2 separate regions of the Zea mays genome follow, and region 1 is linked to region 2. The links are chromatin contacts, called in public Hi-C maps. All regions are on one chromosome and are shown on one strand. Each heading gives the region's core, a stretch centred on a gene start, on an enhancer-like site or on the middle of the called end of the contact. The rest is flanking DNA. Distances are from core to core; before and after follow the strand shown.

The links. A called contact is a pair of places that touch in the nucleus more often than the background predicts.
Region 1: a Hi-C map of leaf shows a contact between it and region 2, with 4 times the contacts expected there. The contact joins the promoter of LOC100273030 here to the enhancer-like site in region 2.

Annotation. Positions count from the first base shown.
Region 1 is chr7:125,105,096-125,112,587 of Zm-B73-REFERENCE-NAM-5.0, reverse strand. LOC100273030 (histone H2B.1) reads right to left here and starts at 2,518. Exons shown (of 1, transcript NM_001147479.2): 1 at 1,670-2,518. The coding sequence starts at 2,420. The coding sequence ends at 1,965.
Region 2 is chr7:125,038,140-125,044,933 of Zm-B73-REFERENCE-NAM-5.0, reverse strand. No RefSeq gene overlaps it. Among protein-coding and RNA genes, the nearest start is that of LOC103632797, 30 kb to the right of the region's middle. Within about 2 kb of position 3,908, at least 19 of the 20 cell types and tissues checked have an H3K27ac peak or open chromatin away from gene starts, as enhancers often do. A contact at or near this core is called in leaf, where this site is marked.

The DNA.
Region 1 (7,492 bases), core at 1,269-3,768, 69 kb before region 2:
GGTGCATAGATGGGGCTACGCTTATCGGGAGCTGCTACAGGACAACTCCAAACACTATCAGAGCCATACACAGGACTCTAAACCAAGGCTCCAACGAGCAGCAGTTACCTCTAGCATAGAGTAGTGCTCCACTCCTGATGCTCTCCTCCCAACAATACCTTGAGCTGTATCCCCGAGATTCCTTAACCAGCGAACCAATACTGCTGCACGTTCTCTTGCAATTAAGATGTTCTATACCTATGTTTCTAAATACAGAGACTTATCAATATCGTTAAAAAGGATTAGATTAGTGTACGGTTGTCGATATATTTGTCTGTCATTAAAAGTTCTATATTAACTCCTTAGAAATAATTTATGTGATATTAATAATGTTTGCCACACATATTTTACATATCATAGTGATGTTTGTCGTTTCGTATCTATGTTTTATATAAATTTTAGTACCGTGGCAACGCACGGGCACAGACCTAGTAGATTATATAAGTTAGATTACGGTGAAAATGTATCAGAATAAAATATGATTTTTGGATAATAAATAAGCTAAAATAAACTAACATTAGATAGCTTATTTCAACTTCTTAATGCTTCTAAAGTGATATTTTATCATACTATCTTTTTAGAATAATCCAACTTATATAATTTACGAGCGAAACAAACATATTCTTAGGTTACAATAACATCACTGTATGCACCCCCTCCCTCGGACATTGGTCACCTTGTCAACCTTAAGCGTACTAGAGATAGGGCACACGTTCATGTCCAGAGTTTTTCCATGTTGCATTGGACGGCTACTGAACTTGGTTTAATTAGCTTTGGATAACAATAGTCTGTCAGGCCTCATACCTCCATAGCTCCACCCAACAATAACTTTGAAGGAACAATTCCAACGAGCCTTTAAGATACTAAAAAACATTGATATTCTCGATCTGTCAGTGAATTGTTTGGGAGTGAAGTTTTTTCACAGTTTTAAAAAAATACTGCAGTATTCTCAAATACTACAGTATTATATACAGAATGGTGTTTGGCAAGCTGGCTAAAATCTCTGCTTTCAAAACTAAAGTATTGCAAATAGTATAATTGTTTTAAGGTATTCTAAACTTAGGTCTAGACCTTATTTTTCAAAACTGCGGTATTGTAAACTGCGGTATTGTTATGACTAAAGTATACTGTAGTATTTTAAAAACTGTGGTTTTCAAAAACTTTGTTCCCAAACATGGCCTTATCGGATTGAACAACCTCAAGCCTGTTCCGTTAGCAAGCCAGTTTTGTACTCAGATACCTGAATCTTGTAGTAACCTAAACAGCATAGTTTTTGTGCATTTTTGCTGCTGGATTGGAATCCATACCTCGTTCTCCGAAGAATCTAAGAATGTAGAAGGTGCCAGCAAACTGAAGAACAAGTTCTCGGATGCAATGCCTGATAACACTGGTAGCAGCCTAGAACAATAGTGGCACGCAACTTCTCAGGGGAAATCCCAACCGTTTTGAAAATTTTGAAACACTGCTGGCAACGCTAAAGCACAATTGAGTTAGCTATGTTTCTCTGAAACAGCATCTGGACGATCGGAGTTCTAGAGTAGCATTATAGCCATGTCCATGACATCATCATCAATAGGCCACAGATTCTCCTACATATTCAAGTTTCCAGTGCAAGTTGGTTACTACACTGTCTAGAAATTCGATCGACCATGTCAATTTCTAACTTTTTTAAGCATTAAAGATTTCATGTTTTCAATGCAACCAAAAAAATTCAAGTAACTAGCTTCTTTCAGAAAGTTGATGTAGATTTGCACATGTAATTGGCGGCTCACTGGCGGGCAACGAGTGATGTGGAACAGTGTTGTAGAAAGATCAGCACAATTCTTTAATTCAATTACACGCAGATCATCATCATCCATCGCTAGCAGTATCACATAAACTGAGCCACGCCTACCGCCGACGCCCACATGACCATTACAAGGATCCTAAGACGAGGTGAACTTCGTAACGGCCTTAGTGCCCTCGGAGACGGCGTGCTTGGCGAGCTCGCCGGGGAGGACGAGGCGCACCGAGGTCTGGATCTCGCGGGAGGTGATGGTGGGCTTCTTGTTGTAGCGCGCCAGCTTGGCGGACTCGGCCGCGAGCTTCTCGAAGATGTCGTTGATGAAGGAGTTCATGATGGACATGGCCTTGGACGAGATGCCGATGTCGGGGTGCACCTGCTTCAGCACCTTGAAGATGTAGATCTTGTAGGTCTCCACGGACTTCTTCGCCTTCTTTTTCCCCTTCTTGCCCTCGCCGCCCTCCTTGGACTTGCCCGCCGGGAGGCGCTTCTCGGCCTTGGGCTTCTTCCCCGCCGGAGCCTTCTCCACCTTCTCTGTCGCGGGCTCCTCCTCCGCGGGCTTCTTGGCCGCCGGCTTCTTCTCCGCCTTGGGTGCCATCTGTGCGGCGGCTGCGGGAGGTCGGGACTCGCGAGGGTGAGAGGCTGCGGCGAATTGCCTAGGTTGGTTTGAGAACGGAAGATTTCCTTGGCTGTGAGGAAGAAACGGAGAGGGTTGCGGTGTATTTGTAGAACGGAGCATCGGGCGCTGATTGGTGGAGCGGCATGTGCCGCGGATTGATGGCGTGGAGGGGCGAGATGCGTTGGAGCCATCCCAAAATGGACGGTGAGGATTGTTTTGCCGTGGATTACTGACGTGGTTGGAGTGGAGCCTCCATAGAGACGGAAGGAACTGGGAGCTCGGACGGTCTTTCTTTTGGCGGTTGATTTTGTGCAATTGAAACTTGAAAAAAACTGATGTAAAAGAGAGGGAAAATTTTTTAGTTTGTTTGTATATGATTTTTATTGCACTTGTATTTTGACACGAATACAGTTTCAACAAGAATACAGTTTCACATTAGATCCAACATAATACTTCCCGTGTTATGAAAAGACTATAATCATCATTTTCTAAGCGATCAAAAACAATTTCAAACTTAACCAAATCTAAAAATACTAAATTTTGCAATTAGATTAGTTATGAGATGTTTTTTGAAGCTATATATGTTGAAACCATTTTCTACAGATTTGACCACGCGTATGAACGTTTGACTTGGTAATCGGTTGGACTATGGAACCTTCATTGCAAGCAGTGTTCACCCTTGAAAGGAAGACATACAACCCATTACTGGGGCACTGGACCTAATTGTGTATACTGAAAGTCGTCTATAGACTATAGTGGGTGAATAGGCGAAACCTATAAATTATAGACTTTGAACACGAACTTCACCCGGGGTTACGATTAGAAAGAAAATTATAATGAATGTGGAGTGCGAAAAAGAGTTCTTGCTATGAGTTACTCAATTAATACATATGACTTTGAGAGCAAACTCAAAATATTGTGAGCAAGAGAACTTAGAGAGAGGGGAGGGCAAGAATCAAATCGAACGGTGATGATCAACACAAATGAACACATAATCCTCGTTGAGGAGACCACGGAGGCCGATTCTTTTTCAACTATTTCCCTCTCTCAATCGATCACTTAGAGCGATTGAGTGCTTCTTAATATCAAGGATCACTAAGACCCCACAAGGATCACCACACACTTAGTTGTCTCTTGCTAGCTTTACAAGTCACTTAGAGAGTTTAGAAGAAGATGAAGAAAGCACAATTAAAAAGCCAAGCAACAAGAGCACCAAATGAAAAACGAATCACACTCTCTCAAGTCACTAATCACTAATGATCACTTGTCCTAATTGTCGCACTTGAGGAGATTGGAAGCTTTGAACGTGTCTAGGAATTGATTTTTTGCTCTTGTATTGAATGTGTGAAAGTGGAAGGCTTAAATGTGATGAATGGAGGTGGTTGGGGGTATTTATAGACTCCAACTCTATTTATAGCCGTTGGACAGCAAGTAGCAGTTTTCTGTCGACAGGCGCACCAGACAGAGCAGTATTCATTGTCCGGTGCCTGCCACTTTAGCCGACCGTTGGAGTTTGTAGCAGTCGACCGTTGGATCCGACCACTACCCAGACTGTTCGATGCACACCGGACAGTCCGGTGCCCTAGCCACGTCAGCCGACCGTTGAGGTCCGCGGTAGTCGACCGTTGGATCCGACCGTTGCCAGACTGTCCGGTGCACACCGAACAATCTGGTGCCACAGCCCGAGAGCCCCCGTAGTGGGCCTCTCTGTGCAGGCTGCCCGGTGTCCCACCAGACAGTCCGGTGCATACCGGATATGTTATTGTACAATGTTCGGTGCATCACCAGCGCTGGTTGACTGCCATTTTCTTGGATTTCTTCGCTGATTCTTTTGGGCTTCTATTCTTCTTGAGTGTTGGACTTCTATGCTTTTTTATGTCTTTTCTTTCTGAGGTGTTGCATCCTCATGGCCTTAGTCCGATTATCTTCACATCCATTTTCTTGGATTTCTTCGCTGATTCTTTTGGGCTTCTATTCTTCTTGAGTGTTGGACTTCTATGCTTTTTTATGTCTTTTCTTTCTGAGGTGTTGCATCCTCATGGCCTTAGTCCAATTATCTTCACATCATGTGAACTACAAACATAAACACTAGCACACTCATTAGTCCGTAGGTTGTGTTGCTCATCAAACACCAAAATGCCTTTAGCCAAATGGCCTAGGGTCCATTTTTCTTGCATATGTATATGAACTTTATGCACCTGAGAAAAGATAAACTAGGCAAACTAGTTAGTCCATAAGCTTTGTGATGGTCGTCAAACACCAAAATCGATTATAGGAGATGGTTGAGTCCATTTCCCTTTCAATCTCCCCCTTTTTGGTGATTGATGCCAACACAAACCAAAGCAAATACAAAGTATATAAATGTAGCTAGTTTGCATTTTGACAATGTGCATAAGTTACTTTGAAATGAAAGCAGTTCTAAGTATATATGATTGTTTTGAAATAGTTAACATTTTGGACCACATTTGCACCACTTAGGCTGTTTTTGCAAATCTTTTAGAAAAGTCTTTTCAAATTCTTTTGCAATTAGCCAGTGGTATAAGAATATAATTTTCAAAGGCATTCTTATGTTTTGAAAGATTCTCCCCCTTTTTCAAATGCTTTTCCTTTGGCTTCAATGAGCTCCTACTCACCAGTCACCACTTGCTGGACACCTGGATCCTCTATGGCTTGCTCGTCTACTCGCAACAATATAAACAAGCACAGGATAGCAGAAATTAACATCACACCAAACAATAGAACATAATGCATGATAATATTCTACGCATTGTAACGAGATCATAGGAAAAAATCACTAAATTCGGAGTTACGGTTATCGAGTTACGATTTTCCGAAGTTATTAAGTGTTTGGTACAGGATAAATTAAGTAAACAATTTTAGTCTATGTTTCATGTCTAAACAAAGTTACTAAGTGATGAACAATATTAATACCAAATTATTGCAACTAGAATGGAGTAAAAAAGCTAAGATGAATTTTCTACGGATTAAACAATTTCTAGATTTAATTTTATACTAGAAAGTATTTTCTGTATTTACTTATTCAGTTTTCATTGACATCTGGACTGCGCACAGTAATACAGAATAGCTCGAGGTTGAACCCACAAAAGTTCCCAAACTCAGTTCATACCCGGGATGGACTGCGAGTTAGTTACTGCTTTTCTCGGGGTTTCTTTAGCAAATTCGCCACAGCGAAGCGTTATCGCGCAAAGCTCGTCGACCGATCCCAAACGGAGCGCCAGGATTAGACCGCCGAGGGAGGAAAAGCGGTACACAGCTCCGACCACCGAATCAGCGATCAACGATCCACGTTCTACATAACCGGGATCGACTCGCGCTCATCGGATTTAAGATCTACGACCCTAATTGATCGCGTGAAGGATCAATGGTCAGTGCGCCTTCTTCCCCCGATAGCCTGCCACCACAGTGGACGGTGGCGCCGCGGCGGCGAAAACCCCGCCGGTGACAGCAAACTACGCAAACTAGTACTCTAATCCCCTACCCAAACGAGGCTACACGATTATAGGAGTTAGGCGGACATGATCAACGACATACCGAAGGTGGATGCGACTTCGGAAGCGGTGCCCACAATGTTGCGGATCCCGCGGCGGTGATGGCACTCTGGCGAGGAATTCGCCCAAGAATTCAGTTAGAACTCCGCCCGCAGACGGTGCTCGCACCTTCCCCGATTGACGGCGACTCTCCACGGCCACACGCGGACTCCGTAGGTACGATTGCAGTCAACGTCCATGAAGTGTCCTGGTCCTCTGGGACTCAAATGTGATACAATTGCTAGTTCCAGGAGGCTAGTAAACACATTTATACATCAGATGATTACAGATCTACTTAAACAATACAAACCTACAAAGGTGGCGAACAACTTTAAGAGTTGGTCCACAACTCGGGACATATCATCAGAGTGAGGCTGAAGCAGCCCGATATACGCAGCGAAGCAATTCAGCGGTCCAACAACCACAGGCAAGGTTGGGAACAGTCGTAACTCTTACCCGATCTCCTTTTTCTGAAAAAAACAAATAAGCAAGGGTGAGTACAAACGTACTCAGCAGCCCACCTTCACCCGCGGAATGGGGAAATCAGATATAATGCATGGAATATCTGGAGCTCAGGATATTTTGCAGAAACAACAATATTTTATGCAAGGTTGTTTTGTAAAACATTTTGTACTTTGCAAAGCGCATCCTCTCCCAAAGAAGCAGGAAATTTTTCAATATAGAACAAAATCCCCTGGACTAAACCATCCAGGTATCTCAGCAGTTTCCCACTGGTTTTCATTTTCAAAAACAGCTACTAGACTTCCCGTCCACCATAGCTCACGGCTCAACCGCTGGACCTTTTAAAAACCATTTTTCTCAAACGCACCTTTTTTGAAAACAAAACATTAATTGCCATACCATACCAGACTCGTCCATTCCTGTGGACATGGACTATTCGAATAGGTTTTCAAACTCTGCGTAGAGGTGTACACTTTACCCACTAGTCCGGTTTCTGTGATCTCACCGTCATGAGACCCGAATGCTGATTCTCTTTCTTTCCTCGCACGTCCTAACCTTAACGGTTATACCGGAAGGAGTTAGGCCACCGCCATGTCCAAACCGGACAAAACATTCCCCCTCCTTATCCTCCCGGTGCTCCCCACCTTCATAACCCTGGGGTTGGACCGTACGAGTTCAGATCGAGTGACTGCCCACACAGCCTCGAGTGGTTGTACTTTTCATGAGTACATGTAGTGAAGGATGACAAACCGGTCCTTATATGAGAGGACAATCCTTCTGCTCACGCCTAAACCAGCTGAGCCATCACCTTAGGCCCTCCCCTAAACCAGGGAGTCCCTGATCATCCCTACTCAAAGGTGATAAGGGTGAAAACCCTTCATCATACACATTTTAAAAAGCATTTTCTTTTGAAAACTCACACCTTTCCTCAAATCATTTCTAACAAATATATAAGGGATTGATTGCGGCAAGCGGCTGGGTGGCCATAATAACTTGTCTCAAAATCGTATCATGCATAAAATAACAGGTTGAGGGTTGTTG
Region 2 (6,794 bases), core at 2,659-5,158:
TATTAAGTGCTTGGTACGGGCTAAATTAAGTAAACAATTTTAGTCTATGTTTCATGTCTAAACAGAGTTACTAAGTGATGAACAATATTAATACCAAATTATTGCAACTGGAATGGAGTTAAAAGGAGCTAAGATGAATTTTCTAGGGATTAAACAAGTTCTAGATTTAATTTTATACTAGAAAGTATTTTCTGTATTTATTTATTCAATTTTCATTGAGTTATGGACTACGCACAGTAATGCAGAATAGCTCGAGGGTGAACCCGCAAAAGTTCCTAGACTCAGTTCATACCTAGGATGGACTGCAGGTTAGTTACTGCTTTTCTCGGGGTTTCTTTAGCAAATTCGCCACAATGAAGCGTTATCGCGCAAAGCTTGTCGTCTAATCACAAACAGAGCGCCAAGATTAGACCGTCGAGGGAGGAAAAGCGGTACACAACACCAACCACCGGGTCAGCGATCAACGGTCCGAGTTCTACATAACCGGGATCGACTCACACTCATCGGAATTTAGATCTACGACACTAATTGATCGCGTGAAGAGGTGCGCGATTATCTAATCTTGGCTGTCACGTAAAGGATCAACGGTCCGCGCACCTTCTTCCCCCGGTAGCCCACCAGCACAGTGGACGGTGGCGCCGTGACGGCGAAACCCCGCCGGTGACAACAGACTACGCAAACCAGTACTCTAATCCCCTACCCGAACGAGGCTACACGATTATAAGAGTTAGGTGGACACGATCAACGACATACCGGAGGCGGATGCGACTTCGGAAGCGGTGTCCACGACGATGCGGATCCCGCAGCGGTGACGGCACTCCGGCGAGGAATTCGCCCGAGAATTCAGTCAGAACTCCGCCCGCAGACGGTGCTCGCGCCTTCCCCGATTGACGACGACTTCTCCACGGCCACATGCGGACTCAGTAGGTACGACCGAAGTCGACGTCCACAACCTCCCTACGCCGTCGGCCCGCTCACTCCCGATCAGCTCCCCACACGGTCGCGATTGCGCAGCGAAGATAGCGAAGATGGGAGAGGAGGAGACCCGGAACCCCCGTTACACCTTATAGGAATAGCACGATCTGTGATGGAGCAAGGGACTCCCGCGTCCACGTCGCACCTCCGCATGCGCGGTGTTTCTGTTGTGAGGGAGAGAGGAGGTTCCGCTGACCGCGATGGCCCACAGTCGGTGAGACGCCCAGGTAGTGCGCGCACAGAAGATGCACGCGATCGTGTGGGCCCGCAAACCAGTGAGAGGGTGGGGAGCGAGCGCGAGAGAGCGGCTGACCGGTGGGCCCTACGTGTCGGTGCCACTTGGTTAGCTGGGCTGTACAGAGAAGTGGTTAGGTGGGCCAGGCAAGGAATTGGGCCCAACACCAGTTTTCCTTTTCCTTCTTTTTCTTTTTCTTTTTTATTTTATTTTCTTTCTTTCCAAATTCAAAACTGCAATTCCAATTTAAAATCAAATTTTTGTGGCAAGTTTGTATTCACATTAAATGTTCAAGCTAAACATAGTATGGGATAAATTTATTTATTTATAAATTTATTTTTGTTTTGTATAGTATTTCTCTCTTTCCTTTTTCCTATGTTATTTCAAATTTCCTAATTTACAAATTAGATTAAATCCCCATTTTAGGCCTTAATATATAATTCTATTAATATTATTAGTATTAAATGCACAAACACATAAACTCCAGCATGATGCATAAATTATCTTTTGATATCCTTAGCTAATTATTCACTCTAAGTATGGTTATTCCCAAGTGATAATGAGTAGAAGACAAAACACCTGATGAGATCAACCTTTTTCTTATTATTTCTAAACTGGGTATTAGATGAGCCATTACAACAAAAACTAAAGGGTCTTTTAGATCAAAGAAGCATCGACATGCTTAATAAAAAGAAAGGTAAGTTGGATCTCAACCAAGTTAGGCCTTGTTCGGTTACATGGGATTGTCGGTTACATGGGATGAAATCCCATCATGGATTTAATCCAGTTATGGATTGAGTGAATCCATACCTCACACCCAATTCCATGGTGGGATTAAATCCATCAACTAATCCATGTGTCTATCAAAGCTACTAATTCTTTTGATCCATGGATTCTAATGTAAACGTGTGCAATATCTTTATGGATTTGTTCCATACCTAATGAGCTATGGATAGAATCCATGTCTTCCATAGTTTAAAAAATTTCCAAACTCTTGGGTTATATTCCATGATGGGTTTAACCGAATAAAAATAATTAAGTAGTCTTGGATTATTTTGGAGCATGGATTTTGGTATGGATTTAATTCCAATCAGAGCTGGATTGTTGTAAACGAACAAAGCCTTAGTTGTCGAGGCATCTCAAAAGAATTACTAATCTACATGGATCACAAAAATATCACACAAATTCCCATGCTGATGATGTAGTACTACGAACAAAGAAAATAGTCCCTGCAACATACTCTTGGTCTCTCTTGAACAAAGAAATCCTTCTTCGAACAATACCGATATGCTCCTCACATAACCCGGTTTTCAGTTCAAATTGTACAACCAATGTTAGCACTTTACTTGTCCAATGCATCTGAAATACGTTGTCAAGATCAGTGTTTGCGATAATCTGTTGTAGGTACTTATTTTCTCGATGATCCCAAAACCAGCATATCGTCTCTTGACAATTCCCCCCCAAACTGTTCTGCTTGCAAGATCATCCATTAAATGTTTGACTAAGTAGCCACCCACAACATTCACTGACAAAACATGGTTTTTACCCTCCATCTCAACCTTACCGCCCGTCTTCAAGAATAGCCGTATAAGCTGGAATTGCAGCGCGCAGGCTGAACATGTGCTCTTTCCTACGCGTACCAACCAAGGAATATTAACAAAAAATTAGAACCCATCACTCTATGGATGAACTACAAAACCAGACTCAACATTGGGATTAAGATGTGGAACTCACTCTACGAATGCGCGCTGTAATTTCCATCAAGCTGAGACCTGTGATCCCATTGCCGACCATTGTACCGCCTCCCATGCTGTGTCTGTGCCCTTCCCCACCCGCGCTGAAAGATGGGATCATCCCCCATCATCTTGTTGAAGCTGTTCATCTCCATCGCCGCTCACTTCTGATCCTGTCTGTTTTTGAGGGGATTTTGTGGTTGAAGTGCTAATCAGCCACCGCCGCCGCGCGCCAGCCATGTACCTAGGGTTATGTTGGCGTTTGGTGGTAGAAGAACGGAACAAGAATGGAAAGGGGCCACAGGAGAGACGAGGGGCCAACTCAGTCTTTTGGTTTTGGGGGCAAGCGATAGAAAAAAAATCAGAAGGGACGGGAAAGGACGAGGCGTGTGGTTTTCTGACTGCTCCTAGTGCCTGAAGTTGTTATACCGTGAATACTTGGATTACCGGTGTTGTTTGCCGAATTAGCTCTATTTTGTGGGGTTCTCCCTCGACGAAAGCGTAGTAAACAAAGAGTACGCCAAGTATCTCCGTGGGAGAACCGGAGGACCACACTGTCAGAGTCAAAGACGCTGGATTCGTGACGACCGTACCCGACGAGACCCGAGCGTAATGACTGGTCGACGCGACGCCTGGACGCGACCCTTCCTCGCCGCCTCCCGAGCGCGAGCGACGTGACTGCGGCTCGGCAGCGTGCACGGCGCAGGAGGCGCCGAGACACCACAGCCGTATTTCCGGGCAGGCGCGGCAGGCTGGGCGGCTGGCTGGTGTGGCTGGGCCACGGGACGCGGCTCTGGCACTGGCAGGCGGCAGCCGGGAAAGCCGCTGCCGCCCTGCCGTGCTCTGGCGGCCCGGCCGATTCCTCTGGACCTGCATGCCGGCAGGGGCAGCCTCAGCCTAGTCTGCCACACCAGGACAGGACAGGACACAGTGCCCTGGGCCATCAATGCGTAAAGGGATCCGATGTCCTGACGCCGTGCGCTCAGCTACGCTGTCCCTACTCTCTGCCACTGTATCGCTGCTGCTGTGCTGAGTGCCTGACCGATAGATTCGGTCCGGTCGGACCCAGCAGCAGCTGCGGCGGTCGAGAGGCTGGGGCTTGCTTGGCTTTCCGCCGCCGCGTGGCCGTTTCTGTCTCGTTCCTGTTGTCGTCCCGGTCGTCGTTCAGGCCGTCCGTGCACGTACGCCCGAGCCGACTCGTGTTGTTGCTCTGGTCTGTGTTAACAGAACGCCACCCCATTCATCATCATCGGCCAGGAGACGGAGATCCGATTCGATTCGATCGGCTCATGAGATCTTTGACGGCTTGCCTGCCTGGTGGCTAGTGCCTAGCTAGCTAGCTAGCTGCTCTGCTCGTCATTCCTGAGGCCTGTGGGCAATTGGCATCGCATCTTGCGTTGCTGCCGGGTGCAATGCATGCAGAGAGCTGTGAAGGCTGCAGCCGTGCATGATTCTGATTCGCCACGCGCGGCTGCGGCTGCGCCCACGCTACAGCTAGGACTGCAGGAGTACCCGTTCGTAGCTGCTTGAGCGGCGGAATCGATCATGGGAATATGGGATGGTCCAGGCCCAGGCCCAGCTGCCTCTCTCAGTCTCATGTGTCATGTGCTTGCTTCACCAGTTAGCGGCCTGCATCTGCGCCGATCGAGGATGTATTCAAGAGGCCTCGAAAGTAGAAACGCGCAGCTAGCGCTTTATCGTCGGAGGTTTTGGCACATACTACTACGTTCTTCAACTTCAGGTGGTGAAAGAAAGCGGCCGGGACGGACTACCAGCAGCTGCATCAGCTCACTCCGTCAAGTGCATCGTTGATTGGCTAGCTGTGGTCGTCGCTCACTCAACGTCTCGAATTCTTCAGACTAATCTTATTATGCATCGAGCGCTGAGACCTCATGGTTGTACCTGAAACAGAGGAAGAAATGATCTCGGGATCCACGCTTTTAGTTTTAAGCTCCAGTTTTAATTAGGCGTCGTCTTCTCCATGCACTTCTGTTCGGGCCTTCCTTGTTGACTCCGATCCAAGGATCTGGGTTGGGTTGTGCTCCTCATTCTTGTACGGATAGCAAACGCTCCTCATTCTTCCGTGAAGTCCACACGCTGCGTTGTACATCGCCCTTTTCTTGCTCGTTGAAGGGGAGAGCGGCACAAACATGTAGTAGTACCAAACAATAGGTCCGTGGGTCATGCTATAAAAAAGAATCACGGACCTATATAAAATATAAAAGCAGACCGTGCGGAAGCTCAAAAATATAAAAGCAGAACCTTCAGTTTTCATCACGCAGATAAATAGGGCAACGACTGCTATGCAAGCAGTTTTTCTGTGCAAACGTACAAGCAAACAATCTGATCCATTAGATCGTGATCCAACCTTAGGTCACATTTAACACTTAAACTCTTCCACCACCAGCTCAATAATCTTTATAAAAAAAAACTCATAACAAACCATGATTGTTTCTGTGGTTGGATCATAATCTAATGGATCAGATGGTTTGTTTGCACGCTTGTACAGAAGGATTGTTTGCATAACAGTCGTTGCCGATAAATAGACTCCCTTTTCTCCCCTACATTGTATACAAGTGATGGTTTGAAACTTGTTTGTTGGCTCTACATTCACACCTATATAACCAATATAACACACATTTTTATAGAAGCAGTAGAATGCACGGGCGCCTAGCTAATCTAGCGTTACAGATCATATCAAAGAAGTTCACTGGTTCATTGTGGTCGTCAACGTTCAGAATCATAAGGTAAGGGGATCTAGAAAAAATGTGTGTTATTCTAGATCCCCTTACCTTTATTGTGGTCGTCAACGCAATTATAGTTCACGGGTGCAAAAAAAAATTAAAAAAATCTGCCTAGGTGAATCGGTGACCGTCAATACGATGGAATGCCATGTGGATCGATCTTTGCAGGTCATTTGCCAACCCATCCAACCGCACGTCTCAGAAGAAGAAAGGCCATAAAAACCTTATCCAAAATTTGACATTATTATTTGCGTTATCTTTGATGCGGACCATTAGCTTTATCTTGGATCAATTGACAGCGTTTCAGCCCCCTGTCTCCTACTTAGACTGTTAAGAGTGGTACGATCACGACCTAGAACACGTCAGGGGGGATAGTGTAGACCGTATGGTATGGATAAGGGCCAGAAGAATCTTCCATGCCCTGCAACTTGAGATCTTTGTCCAAATCGTCCTTTCGTCGTCCATCAAATCAACTTGGCTACAGCCCGCAGACAGCAACTTAGGATCGCGATATGCTTGGTGATGCCGTTACTAATTTTTCCTGCCAATGTAACGCCGCGTCCAGAAGTGTGTTTGCCTCGATGTCCTCGGTTTAGTTGGAGTACAGGCTGCATAAACAAATCGACAAGGAACCATTCAAATGGTCACCCAAGCCGTCAAAGGGTGTGGCTGTCTTGCTCTAATATGCTCCTAGGAGTATTGTGATCACCATTTGGAGCCCAATGATACTGGAAGTTTTTTTTTCCCAAAAAAAATAGAGAATCGAATTGAGAACCTGCCGATTCTAATTAAAAGAAGAACGTATTCAGGGGTGTTTGAATGTACTGGACCTAATAGTTAGCGGCTAAAATTAGTTAAAAACACCCAAACACCGTACTTAATAGTTCAACTATTAGCTATTTTTAGTAAATTAGTTAATAGTTAGCTCGGTATTTGTTAGTTAGCTAATTCTACTAGCATTTTTTAGCCAACTAACTATTAGCTCTAGTATATTCAAACACCCCCTTAGACTATAATTATTGTTGTGGACAGACACCAGATACACAAAGTATGGAAAAGAGAGATTTAGAGAGAGCGAGGTGTAGACGAGCGACGTGTTGAATCGAG